Regions from separate parts of the Gossypium arboreum genome. Here region 1 is linked to region 2. Evidence: chromatin contacts called from public Hi-C data. All regions are on one chromosome and are shown on one strand. Each heading gives the region's core, a stretch centred on a gene start, on an enhancer-like site or on the middle of the called end of the contact. The rest is flanking DNA. Distances are from core to core; before and after follow the strand shown.

Evidence for each region. Hi-C and Micro-C count contacts between places; a contact is called where the count stands out from the background.
Region 1: a Hi-C map of leaf shows a contact between it and region 2, with 3 times the contacts expected there. The contact joins the promoter of LOC108454816 here to the promoter of LOC108484606 in region 2. A contact is called at or near these places in 2 of 5 Hi-C or Micro-C datasets (both in leaf).

Annotation. Positions count from the first base shown.
Region 1 is chr6:3,827,154-3,832,185 of ASM2569848v2, reverse strand. LOC108454816 (ALA-interacting subunit 1-like) reads right to left here and starts at 2,354. Exons shown (of 8, transcript XM_017753397.2): 1 at 2,077-2,354; 2 at 1,694-1,752; 3 at 1,401-1,475; 4 at 1,205-1,321; 5 at 968-1,038; 6 at 447-744; 7 at 77-366. The coding sequence starts at 2,167.
Region 2 is chr6:3,524,645-3,529,858 of ASM2569848v2, reverse strand. It overlaps LOC108484606 (probable receptor-like protein kinase At1g80640), which reads right to left and starts at 1,556. Exons shown (of 10, transcript XM_017788457.2): 1 at 1,086-1,556; 2 at 763-933; 3 at 407-657. The coding sequence starts at 1,221.

The DNA.
Region 1 (5,032 bases), core at 1,105-3,604, 300 kb before region 2:
ACATCTTAAAGACATACGGCAAAATCTTAACCTTGCTTATTGAGTTAAAACTTTTCATCGTCGGCACGAAGCTCACCTTGGCTTGATAACATAAAGAAGTATGAAGCAGACTGCTAAAAACAAGCACAGCCCTCCTACAATAATGTATGCAATTCCCAGGAAATCATTTTTCCCACCTATCCAACTTGTGGTTGAAAGTACCAACTTCTTCTTCCCCGAAAAACTGTAGGTGTTGTAATTGTTCTGGATTACGACCTGTATTTTCTCATTCGCTTGGAGGTCTTGCTCTATCTTCCCATACAGTTTCCTGAATGTCGGCAGTGCCGCAGTCCGCATCCATACCATCAGATCCTCTTGTTTACTTAACTGCATCCACAACCAAAATTCATAATCTCAAACCAGAACATCACTTAAATATGCAAATATGACAAGCACGGTATACTTACAGGTACAGAGGAATTCAGTTTTGCACCTCCGATCAAGCCTCCACTCTGGAAATTTTTCGGATATACATTCGATCCGAATTTATGCTCTTTGTCACTCTTCCATGCTATGTCATGTTTATTTACTTCTATTGTCTTACTATTCACCGAAAACACGTATGTGTCATTGAACAAACTCCATGCGACAAGACCACAGGGAACAATTGGACCATCCACCGTTTTGTCTTCAGGGCTACAATCTTTTGTGGATTTCTCATCTGACACGCTCCTCAATTGTTTATCACTCCGACTTTTTACATAACTGCAAATGTTTTTCCGCATTTAGAAAATATTTCGAAAGATGAAAACTAAAAATATTAAAAGGTTTTCAACATCAAGCTCCATAAAAGGAACTGCAAAAGAAATTTTATGCCTAAATCAGGTCCTTCTAAATCCAATAAAATGTAAACAATCATGAAACTTAAACATGGTATCAATAAACAAGTATAAATATAGAACATTTCTTTGAATAAGATTCCACGTACCGGCGATGGTTTTGGTAGTAGTTATCAAGCTGATAATAGATAAAAACAGGGCTTTTCATCAGCTTAGGAACCTGGAAAAGAGGAGGAATTATAAAGGAAAGGGTAAGTTAATACTCGTTAGCAGAATGGACATGTTAAGACGAAATGTCGAAGAACACGAAAAACAGATATAAGCTAGAAATCCCTTGAACATCATTAACAAACAAAACAAAAAAACAGAGAAAGCATTGGACTAACCGTCAAAGTCCTAACACAAGATTTATTAATTGATGGATTTTGGATAAATTTAAGCTTATCATTGGAATAATCAGAAGGAACACAACTTTCATCATAACGATCGACGATTTCCACCACCTATATACAACAAAGCAACAAAAGAATTTTAAGTTAAACATGGATCAATAGCAACGAACAAAATAAAAGAATAAACTACCTTTTCTGAAGCAGACAATGAAACAAGTCCCAATGGGATGAAGATGATTCCTATGATGGTAAATGTTGAAATGACCTGAAAATACCCCCCCCCCAAAAAAAAAGTATTAAAATAAATATGAGAAAAATCATAGCTTCCTCCTACCTAGGTAGATCCGAGTAAAAAGATAGAGCTAAAGTTTGAGACATAATGAATGTGTTCAAGTGCTTATGTCATCAAAGTTCCATACATACATACACACATACATGCATACATACATATATACATACATATACATATGTATATGTTCATACCAATCCAGGTGTAAGAATAGGTTTGCAAGCAGGAAGCTCTTGCTGCGTGAACCTAGAATCTGCAACCAAACAAAACAAATATGAGAATTTAACAAAAAGCCCAATCCTTGATTCCGAAAAAAAAAAAACTACATAAAATCCTTAACCATTCACCAAGAACAAATTATCAAAAAATGGACACGAAACTATATACTCATCAAATTCCAACCAAAACCCAGAGTTTCTTTTTCCTTGTTGTTTTGACATTGGGTATTATGACCCACATTGCACCCATTAACAGATTGATGAAAAAGAAAAGAAATGATAATAAATAAATAAAATCCAGCAAGGCAATGCGGTAGTGAGAGAGATGAAGAGGAAAGGGGGGAAAGAAGGGAACATACATACGGGTTTTCTGGAATGCTTTTTGCTGGAAGATTTAGAAGTTGAACCACCACCAGCGGCGGAGCTCGTGGTGGCTCCGTTGGTATCCATATCGTATGAAATAGTTTGTTGTGGAAAAGTGGATTTTTTGGAATATTAGGGGGGTGGCCAAGGAAAGGGCAAGACTATAATAAAAGAAAATTTGATATTAAGAAAAAAAGAAAGTTGGTTAGGCAGCTTGGAGTGGTAGGAATGAATAGACAATTACAAAACGATTGGAAATGAGAGAGAATCGGATAGTCTTTAATGTAAACTTATAATAGACAACCTTAATACCTCTATCATATCATACCTGTCCATTGGATCGAAAATTGATTAAAATATTAGTCACGAGAAAAATATTTAATTGATTGATTTAAGAATTAGTATGCACAAATTGAATTGAGTAAAAAACCGATTGAACTAAATTTTTACTTTTTAATATTTTTTTATAAATTTTTAATGATCTATTTAATCAAGCTAGATAAACTGGTCCTAGCAATTGGATCGGTGATCCGATTGCCTAATCAATTCAGTCATCGATCCAATTCCAAAAATCTTGGTAAAATTATTTGATACTAAAAATTACAAGAGTAAAATAATAATTTTAAATTTCAAATTAGGATGGAGTGAAGTCTTAACATTTATTACGATTGTCACGCTTCATTAAATGCATTTATTTATTCAATTAATTGCACCATATATCTTCAAACTATGATTCTTATTTTATATTGGTTTTCTAACTTTAAAATACTCTAATTATATCTTTAAATTATAAAGGTTATATCAATTCGGTCCTTCAATTACTAAAATAGTTGATTTAACCATTAAATTACACATCATATCTTATGTGACATGATTTAAAATGAAAATTTTAAAGAACTATGAATATTGTAAAAATATATGTCGAAAAAATTCTTGATTTTGAGGTTTTCAAGATTTTACAAAAGTAATATCGTTATCTCTCTTTTTTGATTTATTTTGTTTTTAGTTTTATTTTTAAAAGTTAAGCGGCAACGTTTTACTTTTATTTAAATTCTTTATTTTAAATTATGTCATATAATATTTGATGTATCATTTAATGATTAAATTAATGTTTTAATAATGGAATGGCCTAATTAATATAACATCAACAGTTTAAGGATGTAATTAGAATATTCTCAAGTATGAGGACCAATTCAAAGTGTAAGTCATAATTTGGAGATGTTTGGTGCAAAACTCCCCCATTTGGAGTGATAGTAGAATTTTTAATTTCGAAAATAAGTTTAAAAAATCACAATGTGTTTTTAATTCGTATTAAAAATAAAAATAAAAATAAAAATAAAAATAAAAATAAATAAATGAGAGCTTTTTTCTTTTATAGTTGTGAAGTTAAAAGGTGAATTTGTTGATTTTACCTTCAATTGTAACTGAACTAATAATAATAAAATAGGAGATGAACACAAAAGTTTGATTACGTAGTTCGAGAACTTCTTACTCAATGGACTTCGCCTAGAGAGTAATTTGATATAAATAAACTCATACAAAATATAATTTAAGTCCATTTCAGTTAGGGGTGTGCAAAATTAGGGTAAAACTGAAAAAATTCGATTAGCTGACCGAATTCAGTTAATCGGTCGGTTAGCCGAATTAATTCGATTGGGGGTCAATTAATAATTTTTTGAGTTTTCAGTTAACGGCTAATTCAGTTCGAAACCGGTTAGTTAACCGAATTTTTTAGTTAACCAAAAAAATTAATAAATAAAATTATAATATATAAATAGCCTAGTATATTTACTCAAATCCAATCCAACATAAACCCAATCTAATATATATAAACCCAAGTACCCAACCCAACCCAACCCAATCATAAAAATTACTGTAGAGGCCCAAATTTGCCCGGCCCAACAAATTAAAATCAAACCTAAATCCTACCCAATTCACAAACCCAATTACAAAATCAGACCCAAAACTAAGCCCAAATAATAAAAACCCTAGCGCAATACAACCTAAACTTATTAAAAAAAAAAAAGACAAAACCCTAGCCACCTTACTTCCCACTTGCATCTACTCCACCACCTTGTCTCCCACTTGCACCTACACCATCAAATGGAGAAGAGACATAGAATGATAAGAAATGTATGTAAGATGGCTATAAAAGCAAAACCAAAAGTCCATTGTAGGAGGGAGAGGAGGAAAGAATTGTATTTTTGAAAGGTTTTTTTAATACAAAAAAAAGAGAGAAGAATGCAAAAGCAAAAGGTTTGCAAGCAAATCTGAAATAAAAAAAGCGAGTATTGAAGAAGAAAAGATTCAAACGCGTTAAGGTTTTTATTTCTTTTTTCCTTTTTATTTTCACTTTCTTTTGTACATATAAACATTTTATCTTTTTTTCTTTTCTTTCGAAAATAGTATTCATATATTTAGATATAAAAATAAAAAAGAAAACAAAAAATAATACATTTTTTAAATTCCAGTCACCACGCACGGTGGCCGGCGACAGCGGCAAAGACAGTAAACGGCGTCGGTCCGGCTCCTGGGTACTGACCGAACCATGGCCGGAATGGGGAAAGAGGGAGAGAGTTGAGAGCTTTGTTTTATTCTTTTTATTTTATTATTTTTACTATTATTTATATTATTATTATTATTTCTCATGTATATATTATTATTTATATTATTATTATATTATATATACCCTCTCCATATTTATTTATATTATTACTATCATTATTGTTACTTCTATTATTTTTTATTTCTGACTACTATTATTATATATATATATGTATTATTGTTCGTATTATTATTATTATTATTATCACCCTATTGTTATTACTTTACTTTTGTATTCTAATATATTATTAATATTACTCATATTTTCATTATTTTTGCTATTACTATTATTATTATATATTAGTGTATATTTTTATGTATATATATATTTATATATAGTATTGTTTT
Region 2 (5,214 bases), core at 307-2,806:
ACACATTCAATGAATATCGAATAAAGGCTGGGGAAAGACATTAGATCCGAAAGAGACTATGTCGAGGGGAGATCAGCTCCTTTGGGAGAAGTCTTCTAAGTGTCATTCACTTGACAGCCGATCCAGTCCTCCAATAAACTAAAGTATTTTCTTCTAGGAGAGGATTTTGTCTCTTGTGTTCTGCCGAGAGTCAGCGTGGCATGAGCAGCTGTCCTGAGAGCCTGGTTCACAGAGCCGGGAGCTGCTCGACTGTAGTGGGGTTTGAACCCCTGACCTATGGGGTATAAGTCACTTGTTGAGGGATATGGTACCACTCTGGTTCAGTCGGCTGCCTGACTTGGAAGACTTCTCCCGACCCTCAATAGACTGTATTCATATCAAGTTCAATTTTGCAACAAAATATCACCTCGAATTCTCTTTCAACATTATGTCCTCCACCATCTAATTTCTTCACAGCAGCAAGAAATTTCCCATCAAAACATGCTTTATAAACACGTCCACGACCGCCTTGACCCAAAACATTACTTTCCCGGAAATTGTTCGTCGCAGCTTCCAATAACCGATACTCAATAACAGCTACTGAACCCTTTTTGCTAGCCATTGGTAATGAATTAAACTGATCCACAATTGGACTCAACGAAAGTGTTTTTGTAGGTTCTTCAGATTGCATATTAAAAAACCAAAACAAAGAACACAGTTGCAATCAACAGACAAGACTTTGAGACCAAAACACAAAGGTGATTGAGTAAGACAAAAAGATACCCAGATTCCGTTTGGCTTCCCCATTGGAATTCTTCATGATTTTGTGTCTACAAATCCAGAAATATAACAAAAAGAGCAATATCCCACAAAGGAGAGTGGAAGCAACAATTAGAGTAACAAGGATTCTCTTGTTCAAATCTTGATGGTGCACTACTTTAATCACTGCCATTCCTGCTTTACCATTAACATAGCGTTAAGCATTATATATTGTTTTTGATGAAGCTAGCACTTATCCCTAGTTTCCCAAAAATCTCAAATGGTCTAAATCCCAATGCAAAGCATCTAATGGTGGTAAAGCATTTAGAGCAATGAAGAAGAAATACCTGGGGAAACAGCTTCCATTTGTGAAGAAAAGGAAGAAACAGTGGAGACAGGTGTGGTTCTAGCAAGAATTACAAGTGATAACAAAGACAAGAAACATTGCCACATGGGAAGTAATAACAGACAGAGAAGATTCATGTCTCTCCACTAAGACAAAGAGAAGAAAGATGTTTGCTGTTTCACTTTTGAATCTAAGAAAAAAAATACCCTTTCTTTGGAAAAAGAAAATGTAAGAAAATGGAGACAAAAAGTGGTAAGTATTGTTGCAAGCAAACCAAGAAAAAAAGAGAAAAAGGAAGAAGAAAAAAGTAGAGAAGGAGAGATCTTTCTTATTCAATTAAATACGTATAATCTAATTGATTTTGTCACTTTTTGTGTGAATGTGTGTTAAAGAGAGAGAAAAGAGCAGAGATGGGGGATATAGACAAAAGTGAAGTGTATCCATGTGTGGCAGTTATGAAAAAGGGAAAAAATTTATGAAGTTATGTGAGTTTGCTTTGGATGGACAGTTGGAAATGGATGTGGATAATGGTAGTAAGCTAAGAAAGGGCAATGGAACATCACTCCTTTTTGTTTTCGGTTAAATTTTACTATCAGTCCCTGTATTTGTGAAAGTTATGGATTTAGATCCTATATTTTAATTTGGTTACTTTTAAAATTTCAATCATCACCAAACAGCAATTATTGAATTCATTCAGTTAAGTTCTGCTATTTTCAAAATATAATACTGCAAACATATTATCATATATGTGATGGCATGCCAGATTATTATTTCCATATATTACTTAGTAAAAATTCAATTAATGGATTAAAATTTTAAAAATTGAAAAGTATAGGGACTTAGAATGATCGAACTAGAGAATATTAATTAAATCTACTACTATACACAAAGTAAAAGACTAGTAATTTAACCAAACGAATTTAATTGCTACTGTTTGGGTCAAGACTAAAATTCTAAAACTCAAAAAGTATAGAGACTAAAATTCATCAATTCAAGAATGAAAAGGACTCAAATTGATCAAATTAAAATATAGGGACTAAATTCACAAATTCTATAAAGTATAAGGACTTAATGGCGGAATTTAACCTTTTTTAAAAAAAAACTTTTCAGCTACATTCCTTATTAGCTAGGTAGTGTTCATCTGGTCCCTACGGGACAATCGATACATACTGTTTTTATTATCTATCAGTATTCTTAAATAAAATTTTGATTCGGGAAAAAAAAATTAGATTTTCAGTTTGGTTACAAAACAAATTAGTACACTATTTTGACTCTTTCTATTTCATCTAGCTGGACTTGCGTATAGATATTCAATCATTCAAAAGGTGTTTTGAAAAAATAATAATAATTAAATTTCAAAAGGAAAATTACAATTAAAAATAGATACTTTTTTTAATAAAAGTTCAGGATTATTTGATAACCGGATGAAAAAATTTCAATCACTTGAAAATTAAATATTTAAACACGTTTGGTAATTTATAAATAAAAATAATTTTATAGAATTTTTAATAAAATAAAAATTAGATAAAGAAATATGTTTGATAAACCATTGAAAATCAATATTTAATAATTATTTTAATTTTAATTTTAATTTTTACTTAACATAAAATTTTCAAAAAAATGTTGAATAAGATAAGTAAATATGTAACACCCCAAAAATTATAAGGTTAGAATTAACAAAAAAGAAACTCTAGTTTAGGTAGTAGAGAGCTTAGCAAATTCTCTAGAGAACCAAGGTTTAAGCTTCACTCTTTCCATTTCCCTTTATTTTTTCAGTAATTAAGGAACAAAATCAAGTTAGTATACATATAAATGTAGTAGAAAATAATTAAGAATGGATAGTATTCCAAATGGTAAGGCCTTAGTATAATTCCCCCTTGCATCAGGTTCAAATCATGTGAATTCTTTTCCATTTGTTTTAAATTTTGGTATAATGGTTTATTTCCCAAATCAGCCCTTAAAGTGTGAAAACCTTAACTATTTAATTCATATTTTTCCTAATCACATGTGGATTTTTACTTCTTTTTCAACCCTAATTAGTATTTCTCTTCGTTAGATACATATTTTTCTTTTATTTCCTCTTTTCTTTTTCATAAAATTCTCCATATTCTTTTAATGGAAATTTTATTTTTGAAACCCGAACCCGAAATCAACCTTGTTTAATCTATTCTTCATGTCGATTTAGAGTAACGATGTCAATTTCATTTATAACGTGCCAAAATCGGTAAGCATTCTTATTTCTAATTAAGAAGAACCCTAGAATTCTTGAATAACATCGTTCTTGACAATTTTCCAAAATTGATTTCACATCTTTTACGAGTTTTTCCGATAATCTTGATAATTACGATAAATCTTGAAAGTTGATATTAATTCTTACATATTTGTCAATTGAAAGACCCGTTGTAGGTATCCTAAATCAAATTTGGATGTGAGGATTGTTGTTTGAGACCCTAAAAGTCAGATGTATTTTTTTTACGAGAAAATCGAGGTAAAACTGAACCCAGCTAGATCACACGGCCTACCACATGGGCATGTGGGCTACCCGTGTGGACTGCACGACCACACACATGACCATGCCACCCCTGAAACCCTAGGTTTTCGCTTCTCACATGGCCTAGAACCTTTCATACAGCCTGTCACATGGTCACGTCTCCCCTATAAGCTGTTTTTTCGAACACAACACGGCCACAGCCTCTCCACGCGACCGTGTACCCCTTCCACATAGCGGTGTGTCCCTTGGAACCAGAATTTATAGTTTTGACCTAGATTTTACAATTTGTTCAGATTAGTCCCTGATTGATTCCCAAATTTTTTTTTAGTATTTTATTTTATTCAATTAAGCCCCTAATAATATGAATTCTACTAGAATCTATGATCTAATTGACTGAATTAATATTACATATACATATTTGCATGAATTATGAATGAACATGCCTATTGAACCTATATTTGCGATTGATTGTACAACATGCCTTCTGTTACCATTGAAACCAAACATTTAATAAGCTTGATTTTTGCTATTGAAATGATATGTGATAAACATATTATTTGCTATTGCATTAAACTGTTATAAGCATATTGATTGTTACCATATTGTTCTGTTAAAAGCATAATTAAATGCTACCGTATTGAACCATTTTTGAACTTGCCTTATTACATTGCATGGGGTGGGATGTTTTGAACAAAGGAAGTAGTCGGCGGTTTATCTGCTCGATCAGTGGTTTATCCACAATTTATTGATAATTAATTGTGACCTATCCCATGAGTTAATTTTCTAAATGATTTGTGATACATGCACGGATGGGGTGAAATTTATTAAATTTCATTCACCGAAGCTGCCAATTTTTAAGTTTGAGAAATCAACAGACTTTCGACAATTTTATGGATGGGATTGAGGCATTTCTAGGTTGAGATGTCTCATGGCGTTCAAATATTTATCTCTTATCTTCGAAACACACTTTGAATCACTTGATTTTGAATTCAAGAGCTCAAGTTATGACCATTTTAGTGAAGACTACACGAGCAAAATTTCTAGATGAGATTATAAAGAAAATTATGAGTTTTAGGCTTTTAATTTAAGTTTAAATCATATTGGGTTCTATTTTTAGGCTTAGTTTTTATTATATATGAGCTCAATTTTGTATTTCTTAGGCCTTATTATTTTATTATTGCGAATTTTTTATAATTATTAAGTATTTTAAGTTATTTAGGTTAACAAGAAAGTTTTGTTTAAAACTACTTCTTATTTAGATTAATTAGAGTTTCAGTATACTTTAGAGTTTTATTTGGACGTACTTAGCTAGCCTATATAAAAGCTTCTTCATTGTTCATTAAGGAGACAATTGTTTTCATTAATAAAATTTTCAACTCTAGGCGTTTGTTTATTGTGCAAGATTTCTTTCTTATGATTTTTAGAAGTAGTTTTTTTCTCGATTTTCTTCAAGGGGTCGTGGAAATTCATGCTGCACCCTTTAATTAGCCAAGGATTATTTCTTGTAGGGTTGATTAGAGCCATTAATTGAGTTTTTTGGGATTTATATCTTAAAGGGTTCAATTGGACATTTATCCTTCTATCTATCATATCCATCGGTTTATCGTTCTTCTTCCACTTTACTTTAATCTATATTTTC